Linked DNA regions of Mus musculus: regions 1 and 2 are each linked to region 3. Evidence: chromatin contacts called from public Hi-C and HiChIP or PLAC-seq data. All regions are on one chromosome and are shown on one strand. Each heading gives the region's core, a stretch centred on a gene start, on an enhancer-like site or on the middle of the called end of the contact. The rest is flanking DNA. Distances are from core to core; before and after follow the strand shown. Region 1 holds the start of Phf24 (PHD finger protein 24). Region 2 holds the start of Dnaja1 (DnaJ heat shock protein family (Hsp40) member A1). Region 3 holds the start of Ccl27a (chemokine (C-C motif) ligand 27A).

Evidence for each region. A called contact is a pair of places that touch in the nucleus more often than the background predicts. HiChIP or PLAC-seq counts read pairs in DNA pulled down with a chosen protein or histone mark.
Region 1: an H3K4me3 HiChIP or PLAC-seq map of stem cell-derived neural progenitor cells shows a contact between it and region 3, with 7 times the contacts expected there. The contact joins the promoter of Phf24 here to the promoter of Ccl27a in region 3. A contact is called at or near these places in 1 of 39 promoter capture datasets (embryonic stem cells), 2 of 115 datasets of contacts at active chromatin or transcription factors (embryonic stem cells and stem cell-derived neural progenitor cells) and 1 of 9 other capture datasets (liver).
Region 2: a contact with region 3 is called in a Hi-C map of B cells, with 7 read pairs. The contact joins the promoter of Dnaja1 here to the promoter of Ccl27a in region 3. A contact is called at or near these places in 2 of 39 promoter capture datasets (both in liver) and 1 of 484 Hi-C or Micro-C datasets (B cells).

What each region holds. Positions count from the first base shown.
Region 1 is chr4:42,915,362-42,918,782 of GRCm38.p6, reverse strand. Phf24 (PHD finger protein 24) reads right to left here and starts at 1,540. Exons shown (of 9, transcript NM_001346526.1): 1 at 1,369-1,540.
Region 2 is chr4:40,720,123-40,723,933 of GRCm38.p6, reverse strand. Dnaja1 (DnaJ heat shock protein family (Hsp40) member A1) reads right to left here and starts at 1,466. Exons shown (of 9, transcript NM_008298.6): 1 at 1,301-1,466; 2 at 90-231. The coding sequence starts at 221. Gm6297 (predicted gene 6297) reads left to right here and starts at 1,093. Exons shown (of 3, transcript NR_077226.1): 1 at 1,093-1,302; 2 at 2,267-2,440; 3 at 2,540-3,780. It overlaps Mir207 (microRNA 207), which reads right to left and starts at 1,017; the gene lies at 939-1,017. It also overlaps a transcript of Aptx not described here.
Region 3 is chr4:41,772,016-41,775,619 of GRCm38.p6, reverse strand. It overlaps Ccl27a (chemokine (C-C motif) ligand 27A), which reads left to right and starts at 1,444. Exons shown (of 4, transcript NM_001164044.2): 1 at 1,444-1,520; 2 at 1,817-1,884; 3 at 2,096-2,155; 4 at 2,270-2,434. The coding sequence starts at 1,838. The coding sequence ends at 2,426.

The DNA.
Region 1 (3,421 bases), core at 291-2,790, 1.1 Mb before region 3:
TCTGCTTCTCACACAGAACTCATCAACAGTGTCCTGGGTGGTATTTGTGGATTACTGTCCACTGGTGCATATGCAGGGCCACAAGGGAAGTGTGGGTGACTCCTAGAAGTGACAGTGTCTCTGCTTCTTCACCCCCAAGGTCCTGCAGCAGGGAAGGTGGCCCCTCTAGTCCTCCCAAGCAATTCCCGACAAGGACCACCATACCATTACAGTAGTGCTACCAACAAAGGAAGCCATACATTGAAATCAGGGGATTAAGTGGATAACTGCTCCAATGGCCGCATGCTCTGATAAGCTGCCCCCCTCCCTTCAAGTATCACCTCTGCGGAGCATATGCTACGGCAAAGCTCCACGCTTGACCCTTCAGCACAACTTAGTAACAAACAGCCTCTCTTTCTTCTGTCCCTCCTTGACACTTTTCTCTGAGTTAAATGTGAAGAACAGACTTTGTCATTTGTGATCTCGGGCAAAGTACTAAGCCTGCGTCACAAATACCTAATGTTTAAATGGGGGCAATTTGATGAAGCTGTTGTTAAGTATTATGTAAGATGTTTAAACAGATCTAGCACGGTGCCTGGCACACTAGTTCTCAAGAATGCTTCCCTCCCGCTTAGTCCTTCCTCCAGAAACTTGGTCTTAGTGTTTCTGGATAGTCAAGCTCACAGGCTCAGATATCTTATCTTTGATTTGGAGGCCTCACTGATCTTGGTACCCCTTGGGCCCTGTGCTCTTACAAGCAGTTCCAGTCTCCCTGAAAGTCCAGCGTGAAGCCAACCGGGCTGTCATTCAGAAGAGACACTCTACTGGGGCAGTGTGAGAAATGGAATGAACAAAGGCCACAGCCCCATAGAGTCCCCACTCCTTTCCACTATGTTGAGGGGGACAAATGAGGGCACACTGAGTCCCTCAGGAGGTCAGTGCCAAAGTCCTTGGAGCTATGATGCCACAAATGGATCCCATTTCTCCAGCCAAAGGTTCTTTCTTGGCATCTCTAGGGGCACAGGCTGAGATCACCTGAGGTTCACCAATACCACTGAGAAAGTCCCTGAGGTTCCCAGATGTTCTCCCACGGAGCCAAGTCCAGAGACTACGCTGATGCCACTCCACTTACACAGAAGGCCCCCCTGGGGGCCTGGGGAGGGTGCCTCCACACTGGGGCTGTGCAAGGCACAAAGTGCAGAGCGCCCTGGGCGTCTCCCTCCATGCCCGTCCCACGGACGCTCTCGGGGTAGAGGCGGCGGTCACTGGCGTGCATCCACTTGCACAGGGGCCCCGTGGGGGCGGCTCCCGCACCAGGATCCGAGTCCGGGACCGCAGACCCGCCCCTCGGGGTGACGGCGGGGTCCCACCGCCCCCGCCCTCGCTTACCGGGACAGTCCGCGTGCGGGACGCGGGTCCGAGGCCGGCGGACTCTACGCCGCGGGCCCGCGCTGCCCACGGCCGCTCCAGAGCCGACGTGCTGGGCCGAGCACCGGGAGCGGGCGGCGCGGGCGGCACGACAGGCTGAGGCGGCGGCAGCGGTGGCGCGCGCCCTGAGCACGCCCACCCGCTGCGCGTGCACCCGCGCGAGGCGCCCTCGGCCGGCCCGTGGGCGCGCGCCGCCCCACCCTCCGGAGCCTCAGGCGCGGTCCGCGCAGCCGGCTCGGCCGCGGGCGTGGGGCGCGGTGGGAGCGCGGGCGCGCGGTCCGGGTGCCAGGGGGCGCCCGCACGAGCAGCCGGCAATGCGGCGCGGGGACTGCGCCAGCCCGGCCGCCCGCGGCAAGGTCAGCCCGCCCCGGGAGCTGGCCCCGGGTCGGCGCTGCAGGGGCTGCGGGGACTCTCCCACTCGCACACACCCAGAGCAGAGTAGGGTCTGTGTGGATGCTGCCACCAGCAGCTGCCCGGGGTGAGAAGAACTCAGCCAGGCGACTCTGTCGCACCACCCAGGTCTCAGGGCTCACCGAGGGCACTTACCTTCTTCAGGTTCCCACTGAGCTCGGGAGTGGCCAGGAACCTTCACAAAGACCTTGGCTGCTCCATCCTGCCCTGTGCGCTTTGTCGGAGGCTATTGGTCTTCCATCTCCAGCAGCAGCAGCAGAGCTGTACTGTCATGTAACCCACTTTTCCTGCAGCAGCCTCAGCCTTCGGACTAGCCAAACAGCCAGCTTGTCAGGCGGCCAGTGTTTCTGAGAACTATAACGCGCATTGCAACAAACTCCAGGCTTTGAAGAGGGCAAGAAAAAGACCAAGTAATAAAATATCTAGAACTAGTTGTAGGAAAGTAATGGACGATGTGTACACATGCCCAGAACCCTCTTATCTAAATTACATCTATTTTGTGTCTATCAAACACATGTCACATCATTTTTTGAGCATCTAGTATCCCTCTACCCTACCCCCCTTTCCAGGTGGTATAGGAGATAATTTGTCCTCTAAGTAGAATTTACATAAATTTGGAACTATATATTATTATCACCATCAAATTAATATTAAAAATGCCAAGTGTAAAGGTACTATTTTAAAGACCTTAAATGTCACTCACTGTGCAGCTGCAGCTGGTCAGTAGTTGACTGGGGAGCTCAGGTTGGCCTCCAACTCCAGGCAGCCCTCCTGCCTTGGCCTCCCAGAGGGCTGGCATTCCAGGCCTGAGCTACCACAGTGGGTCAAGGCATTATGTCTTGGAGGAGTCACACTGAGGCACAGAGGTTAAACAGCTTGCCTAAAGTAGCAAGCTCCTATGTCATGGAGATGAGATTGAAATCCAGGTGCTCTGATATCAGAACCCAAACTGCCACTGCAGACTGAGAAGCCGCTACAAAATTGTGTTAACAAGAGCCACCATATTTTCCCCCTTGTGAGACTAATATTGAAGAGCAGACTGAGATTTCTATGTAGTCCGATGTACTTACCTTTAGAATCATAATGGACCAACAATTTCAGACAGGGACCTAAAGACCGTCTTGAGTGTTCTATTTCTAGGCTATTTGATGGGCCTGTATGGAAGAGAAGGCTATAATATCCCCTATAGAGGTGTTTGTTGGCTAATTCCTTCTTTCATTCAAAAATATGTGTTGTGTGTCAGCCATCCATTGAACAAACAAAAACCAAGGTGGTCAGAGTCCTGTTAAGGAGCTGCACTATGAGCCATGGACCACGAGGGTCTCGCTCTAATAACCAGTATAACCATGGACCACGAGGGTCTCGCTCTAATAACCAGTAGAACCATAATCCCTGCCACAGCCACATATCTGAACACTGCCGTCCCGTCCAGTCTCCTCTTAACACTCATCCTAGCGACTCAGTCCCTGACACCTCGGGTTTGGTCTGCCTGTGGTAGACATGCCTGAAATCACAGCACTGGGAAGTGGGCAGCAGGAAGATCAGGAGTTTAAAGTCGTTCTAAGACATTTGGTGTTTCGAGCCGTTCCAACCTACTGCAGAT
Region 2 (3,811 bases), core at 217-2,716, 1.1 Mb after region 3:
CAAAGCACAGCTACGGTAGACTTTAAGGCACGAACAGAAAGATACACACACTGCAACACTGCTGCTGAGCTGTTTGCCTGTGCCCTTACCTTTTCCCCTTCATTTGGATTCTTATCAGGGTGGTACTTCAAGGCCAATTTTCTATATGCCTTTTTCAATTCTTCCTGGGTGGCATTGGGTTTTACCCCCAAAACATCGTAGTAAGTGGTTTCTTTCACCATTTTTTACAGCCTGAAACCAGAAAATGGTAATTTTAAACCAGCTTTAAACTTTTGTAGAAAAGATCCAACTGCTTCTGCCTCCTGAGCACTGGGATCAAAGGTGTGCGCCACGACTGGCTCTTAACGGGTAGTCTTTAACTACCAGAGCTAAAGCAATCTGTTCTTTTGCATTTATTTCATACTAATACAGCCTTCCCTACGCGTCTTAAAAGGTAAAAAAAAATTCCTGATATGATTCAGCTGTAAACTCGAACAGATTAAAATATAGATTTCAGGGAACGCGAAGGAAAGCCTCTCTCGCAGCTGGTTCAGACTCTACTGCACTAACACATGAATTATTTGGCTTCTTCCGGTTTCCTTTCCCCAGAGGTTTTGCTAGTAACCCACAGCAGCACTGATAGGTTCCGTCCACTGGTTAGTACATTACCGCTGCCTTTGTACATCTGATAAAGGCCATACCCTCGCCGGAAAGCGACACTGGACTCCCGGGGGTGGAGGAGTGGCTTAGGAGACCGGCTCCAGGGAGCAGGTGCCCGGGCCCCGTCGCCATCCTGCTCCTGCTCGCTCGCAGCTTACCCACTCTCGCCCCGCAGGCCTGGAAGCTGGCTCGCCCTCTGGGTTTCCCGGGCCCCCCGGCGCCGACCGTTAAGGCTTCCTTCCTTTCTCCCTCCCACCCTGATCGAAAAGGCGGAGGGGGGGGGGAGGTCGAACCTCAACAAAGAGAGGGAGGAGAGCCAGGAGAAGCGCAAGCCGCAGCCTCCGCCCGGCTCCTCCCGCAGCCCCTCACCCCTGCCTTGCTCCGCGCGTGCGCAGCGCTGCCCACCCGGCCCGGGCGGCGGAGCGCGGGGGTACGCAGCAAGGAGCATGAGGCGGGAGGCCAATTGGCTTGGGCCTTGGACCTCCTCGAGGCGTGCGGGCGGGCAGGGCGCCGGGCATTCCCGGCAGCCTTCCGAAGCCCGAGGCCGGCTCAAGGAACCCGCAGTCCCCGCCCACGCGGGACCAACCGCCTCCGGCTGCGCCTTCCCCGGCTGTCTGGGGTCCAGACCGCACGCCGCGACCGAGGGAGGCCGGAGACTCACCGGTGAGCGGGCCGGCGCCGGAGAGCGGAAAGGAGCGGAGCACAGCGCAGCTCAGCCACACGCTGCTCCTCCACCACCCACCGAGCGTTCTGGAAAGTTCCGCCCGGCCCGCCGCAGCCGACCTCTTTTGTAGCCGAGCCCCGGCGCGTCACTTGCCGGAAGTCCCGCCCCTCGCCGCTGCCACCGCCCCTCGGTTACCTGGGCAACGGCGCGGGGGCGGGAAGTGGCTGCGCCCAAGGGCCTTGTGGGGGTGGACTCAAGCCCGGGTTCCCGAGCCTCGTAGAATTTTCTAGAGGCTTTTTTTCTTATTGCGAGGAACCAGAGTGCGGAAGTCTTGAGGTGGAGAGGTCATGTCCCAGAGCCCGTAAGCCGGGGACGAGTGCTTCAGGCGTTGTGCGCGCTGTGCTGAAGGGGATTGGTGGAACCCAGCCCTGGCTGCGAGTCTGATTTTCTGCAGCTCCAGCTCCTTAGCTCTGAGCCTTGCGGGCAAGAAATGCTGAGCAAGGCGGGCCTACTCCCTAAACCAGCCTCGCAGGCTTTGGTTTCACCCAAGCGCACTTATGTCAGAGCTTTTTGGACGAGCCTGGCCCAGGCTTCAGATCCTTTTGGCTCTGACGACTTGGGCGGAGGGAATCTGGGACTTCACCAAACAGGAAAACATTTAGAATGCCTCATGCTAACGGAGGGTCATGGTCTTCCACCCAGTTTGGCCGCAGAGGAGCGGCCAAAAGCAAAATTAATTGCTTTAGCTTATTGTTTTAATTCTCTGACCGTTTTTATTTCCAGTTGGTGACTCAAAAATCTATAGTTGGCAAAGTTGAATCTTAAGCTTTCAAAGGACAGAGTGAATGTTTTTCTTATTCACTAACACAATAGATACATCAAAGAAGTGGAGGTGTAAGCTTGAAAGAGTTCACATATTTTAAAGATTTATTTTGAATCCTCTGTGTGTGTGTGTGTGTGTAGGTGCCCAAGGAAGCCAGAGGCATGGAGTCTTAAGTCTGGCTTCAAATTCTGAAATCTCCTGTCTCTGAGCAGTTGTGAAGGGTGGTACATGCTCTTAACCGCGGGGCCTCTTGCTTGGACTTTCGTTGGAAGTGGAACAAGCTAAAAACTTATAAGAGAAATCACAAAATACAGGTCAGCAGGTGAACAAGAAGCAGTTAAGCACACTTCCTAATGGAAGTGCAGAGTGTGGGATGAGATTCTTTAAATGTTCGTTTTATTGTGTGTTTCTAGGCTTGTGGACCATTGTAGTTCTCTCGTACCTTTGCACGGGCAACTCAAGTCTTCAGTGCGTTACCAGCTGAGCGGCTGTCTCAGTGCTTTATGGAGATCACAGGTAATTGGATGTAGCCAGAGCTAAGGGAGCTGGAAAGGCTGTCTTCAAACCTACCCAAAGACATCTTTAGCTCGTGGTCTTAAAAACCTCCGGATTTTGGGATTTCTACCTTGAGCTGTCCTGCCTCTCCACCGTTACTGCTTTCACTAAACTCTGTTGTGGTCACTAAAGCTACGCCACTTCCCTTACAGACTTTTTGATGATGTGCTGTGGTTTTGGTTGAGAAACATCTTTTCTCAGCTTACGTGTTACCCTCTCAGATATCACATCTATCAATAGGTTACGTCTTTAAAGCAGGGGCTCTTTACCTTCCTAACGCTGCGACCCTTTATTACAGCTCCTCATGTTGTGGTGTCCCCCAACCATAAAATTATTTTCATTGCTTCTTCATAACTGCAATGTTGTTACTGCTGTGAATTGTAATATAAATATGTGCCAAAGGTTTTCCGAAGGGATCAAAACCCACAGGTTTGAGAACTACTGCTTTAAGCCAACACTTTTGAGTAAAATATCTACTATGCCAGGCATACTCTAGGCCTTGCCAATACAAAACTCTTGTAAGCCATGGCCCCTACTCTCAAGGAACTTAACTCGTAATGAGATTAAAAACCAGAATTAAAAACAAAAAACCAAACCAAAACCATCCAACCAACCAACCAAAATTGCAGGACTAGGCTGATAAAGTCTGCCTTTAATCCCAGCACTCTGAAGGCAGAGGTAGGCAGATCTCTAATATAGAGGCCAGGCCAGTCTACATAGCAGGTTCCAGGGCAGCCAAAGCTACAGAGTAAGAAAGACCCTGTCTCAAAACAAATCAAACAAAAAACCTCGAAAATTACCAGCAACTTCATATGTGATAATTTTGTGTGGAAATGAGATCTTAGCTTAGTTTGGTAGTTCTGAAAATTCAGAACTAGGAAGCAGAACCAGGAGGCTAGTGAACTCAAGATCACTTGAGTTAGGTGTGACACCGTCTTTGGAGTGGGAATATAACACATAGAATGAGTGCTTCTTATTCTGTTCAAGGCCCTAGGTATGATTCCTAGGACTGCAAGAAGAAAAAAGAAAACTATCTTGCATGTGTTGTTTACAACGGATTATTTTGTTGGGGTAAATAAATCAGCCTTGTTATTTTTTGATGTGGTTTGCCTGATCTCTATTGAATGTTT
Region 3 (3,604 bases), core at 195-2,694:
CACGGCAGATCCCATCACCTCAGTATAAAATTCAGAGTGGCTTCCCTTCTTGGACCTCTCAACTGCCATGGAATCTGAGAAGTGACTTCCTCTACCCTTGCCCCGCCCCTGTGATTGTGCCCCCAGAATATGAGGGGCAGTATCTTCCCTCCTCCTCCAACCCTCACAGATCTCAGAACCATAGGTCTCTTTTCTGTTGCTGTCATAAAACACTGACAGAGTGACTTAAGGGAGAAAGGGGTCTACTTTTACCTCACAGCTCACAGCAGTCTGTCACAGCAGGAACGTGAAGGCAGAGGGATGTTGCTCTTCACCCTGACTCCCAACCTTGAGAATGGCAATTTTTAAAGAAAATATATTTTATTTTTAATTATGAGGGGGTACATGCACATGAGGGTTAGTGCCCTTGGCAGCCAGAGGCGTCAGCTCCTCCTGGAGCTAGAGTTACAGGTGGTTGTGAGCAACCAATGTGGGTGCTGGGAACCAAATTCTGGCCCTCTACAAGAAGCTAAGCCATCTTTCCCACCATACCTCTTACTCAAACTCCTGACTGCTGTGGTTGTCAGAACTGAAACCAAGCAAGAATTAATGCTGCTACTAAGAAGTCTAAAAGGGAGCTGGAGAGATGGCTCAGCGGTTAAGAGCATTGACTGCTCTTCCAGAGGTCCTGAGTTCAATCCCCAGCAACCACATGGTGGTTCACAACCATTTGTAATGGGATCTGATGCCCTTTTCTGGTGTGTCAGCTACAATGTACTCATATACAAAAAAAAAAAAAAAAAAAAAAAAAAGTTTAAAAGGGACCCTCCCCCTCAAACCAGGAAGACAATGGGGAATCCACCCGATGAATAATCTTGTTAACCAGCTTACTGCATTCATTTCTGACAGCTCCACCCCAAAGTTAGCCTCAGGCTTCATAGGTTTAAGAGGTGTCTTCACAATTGTTCCACTCTAGATGTCCGTACATGGTGTGAAAAAAAAATTAGATGATTTGGCCAAGGCCACTGAGCTAAGACATTTCCATACCTTAGCCTGCTCTAGGCTGTGTTCTCGCTGCTGGCCTATTCCTTCTGGTCTGAGGTCATTCAAGAACTGGGCAAGGAAGAAAAACAATTGGCAAGGTAAAAGCCAGGCAAGTGGGGGCACTGGGGAGAGAGGCACAGTGAAGATGATTCCCAAAGCACTTTTACTGCTGTCTCCAATCAAGGTCACAGTCTACCAACCTGCCTAACTCTAAAATCTGGCTCCATCCCAGAAAAGAGGGTCCTGCGTGTCTGGCATCTTAATAAACACAGACTATGCCCCTTAAGCAACAAAAATACAGTGCCACTTTTTAACGTTACATTTTGATCCCACCTCCTCTGACGAAAACCTGGTTCCTCCCCTTCCGGGTGATACGCAAGCCCCACCCATAGAATGCGAAGGTATCCCTGTGATGTAATTGTTAACGGTCCGTTTCCGGGGCGGAGCCAGGGAGGGCGGGGAGTTTAGGCTGTGCCGACCCCTGAGCCCCCCTTCAGGTGACTCCAGCCCCTCAAAATCTCCATCCAGGGCCTAAATGTCCCAGCTCCCCTGCCGCTAGACCTCCCTCTTTGGTGACTCCAAGTTCGGGTCCCTAGATAACCCTCCTCCTAACGCTTTAACTTCTAGTGATTTCCATAGCATCCATCCCATCCTGTCCCGATGTGACAATTGGCTTCCGGGGGTGGGGGCCACCTGCCTCAGTGTACCTGAGGACTATTCAGACTCGTCCTGGAAATGATGGCGAAGGGGACTTGCGACTGGGAATAAGTGTTCCTATCATGCTGTTCCACAGGAACCGTTCGGAGCCCCGGACATGTCGCGATTGAGGAGATACGAGGTGGCGCTGGAAGCGGAGGAGGAGTGAGTGGAGGCGGGAGAAGCGGAGGAGGGATGTGAGGCCGGGGGTGGGGGGAAGGTGAACGTCCCGGGGCGGGCAGAGCGGGCCCTCGAGGGGCGTGGGCTGCTGCTGTCCAGCCCTTGGGGGCGGGGCTTTCTGGAGGGCTCGGTTCCAGAGGTGAGGTCTGTGGGTCAGCCCCGCCCCTCCCGGTCCGGCTCTGCCTTGTCTTTGCAGGATCTACTGGGGCTGCTTCTACTTTTTTCCTTGGCTGCGAATGTGGCGCAGGGAGCGGAGGTGAGGGGGCTGCGATCTCGTGGGGGCATGAACGAGGTTCAGTGTCGGTGGACGGATGTGGGGGAGTCCAGGCGCCCCTGCCCCGCCTCATGTCATTGTCGGGTCGCCCTACAGCTCGGCGCACCCCCGGGAGCAGAAGCTGGAGCCTCTGCGGGGCCTAATGAGCTGTTTGTCGAGCGGCCTGAGGCCTGCTCCCCAGCGCTCGGGTCGTGGTCTCCTCTGTCGCACCCCCACCGCTGCTGCACAGACAGCCGGTGCATTAAAGATTTAAAGTCACGCCCACTGCCTCCCTGACTTTAGCGCCGCAGCCGCCTTTGGTGCTGGGAATCCCACTCCACACCTGCTGTTTGTTAACCCACAGGGCATCCCTCCCTGGTAGGAAGCCTTTGCATGTGTAGGACTCCATTGCTCCTAAGGGTCAGGCTTGTAATTACTATCAGTGACTGGCTCTCTGCCACGCCCTCCCCAAAAGCACCCACACTGAGAGTAGGCCACATCTTTCCCCCACTTATCAGTGTTCCCACAACTTCAGCTGTTACCACCTAACTCTAGCCATAACTTTGCCAGATGTCTGGAGAATCCTCTTTTCCTGGGAGTGGATATAAAACATTTTAGCCAAAGTTGAGGAGTCTGCTGTCAGTGAGAGGAAGGACCAGTTTCTAGAAGCTGTCTCCAGCAGTGTACCCCAGGAGAGTGACAAGGGTTGAGGGTCCAAGGTCCTTTCTATAGTTAAAACCCCAAACTGGCTCCCCCAATCTGATCCCAATTTTTTGTTTTTGTATTTAATTTTTTAAGTGTGTGTGTGTTTGTAATGTGTGTGTGTGCCCACCACAATGCATGTGCATGCAGAGATCAGAGGATATGACCCTTTGTGAGGGTTTTTTCATCCATATGGCTTCCCGGGATGGAATTCAGGGTTTCAGGCTTGGCACCATGGCCATCCTGCCAGCCCCATCACCGTTTTAAAAAGTCCTTGGTATCAGCAAGAACTAGCAGTTTGCTAAGAATCCTGCTACCCTAACCCCATGATTACTTTGTCCACCGAAATCACTCTGGAACCCGTTAACCCTTACAGTGGGTGAGAGTCAGACTGTCCTCATAGTGTCCACCACATAGACACACTGACTCCCATTCCAGAACAGGCACCTGAGGATTATGCTATGGAGACAGCCTGGATCCTGGCTGAGCTCAAAGCTGACTTTTAGCCTGGCACTGCCTCTGTCATAGCACACTGTGCTGGAAAAGAGGACTTGGCCTCCATATCTTTGGAGAAGCCAAAATTAGGAGAGAAGGAAGCCAGGAAAATGTTTCTGCCTTCCAAAGATCTCTGGATTGACAAACCCAGGGGAGCTCACATGGCAAGCAGTGTAGACAGGATGGTGGAGTGGGGTGAGCGGGGCAGGCGAGGTGAATTTCCTTAGAATTTCTTTTTTGGTGAAACACCCAAGC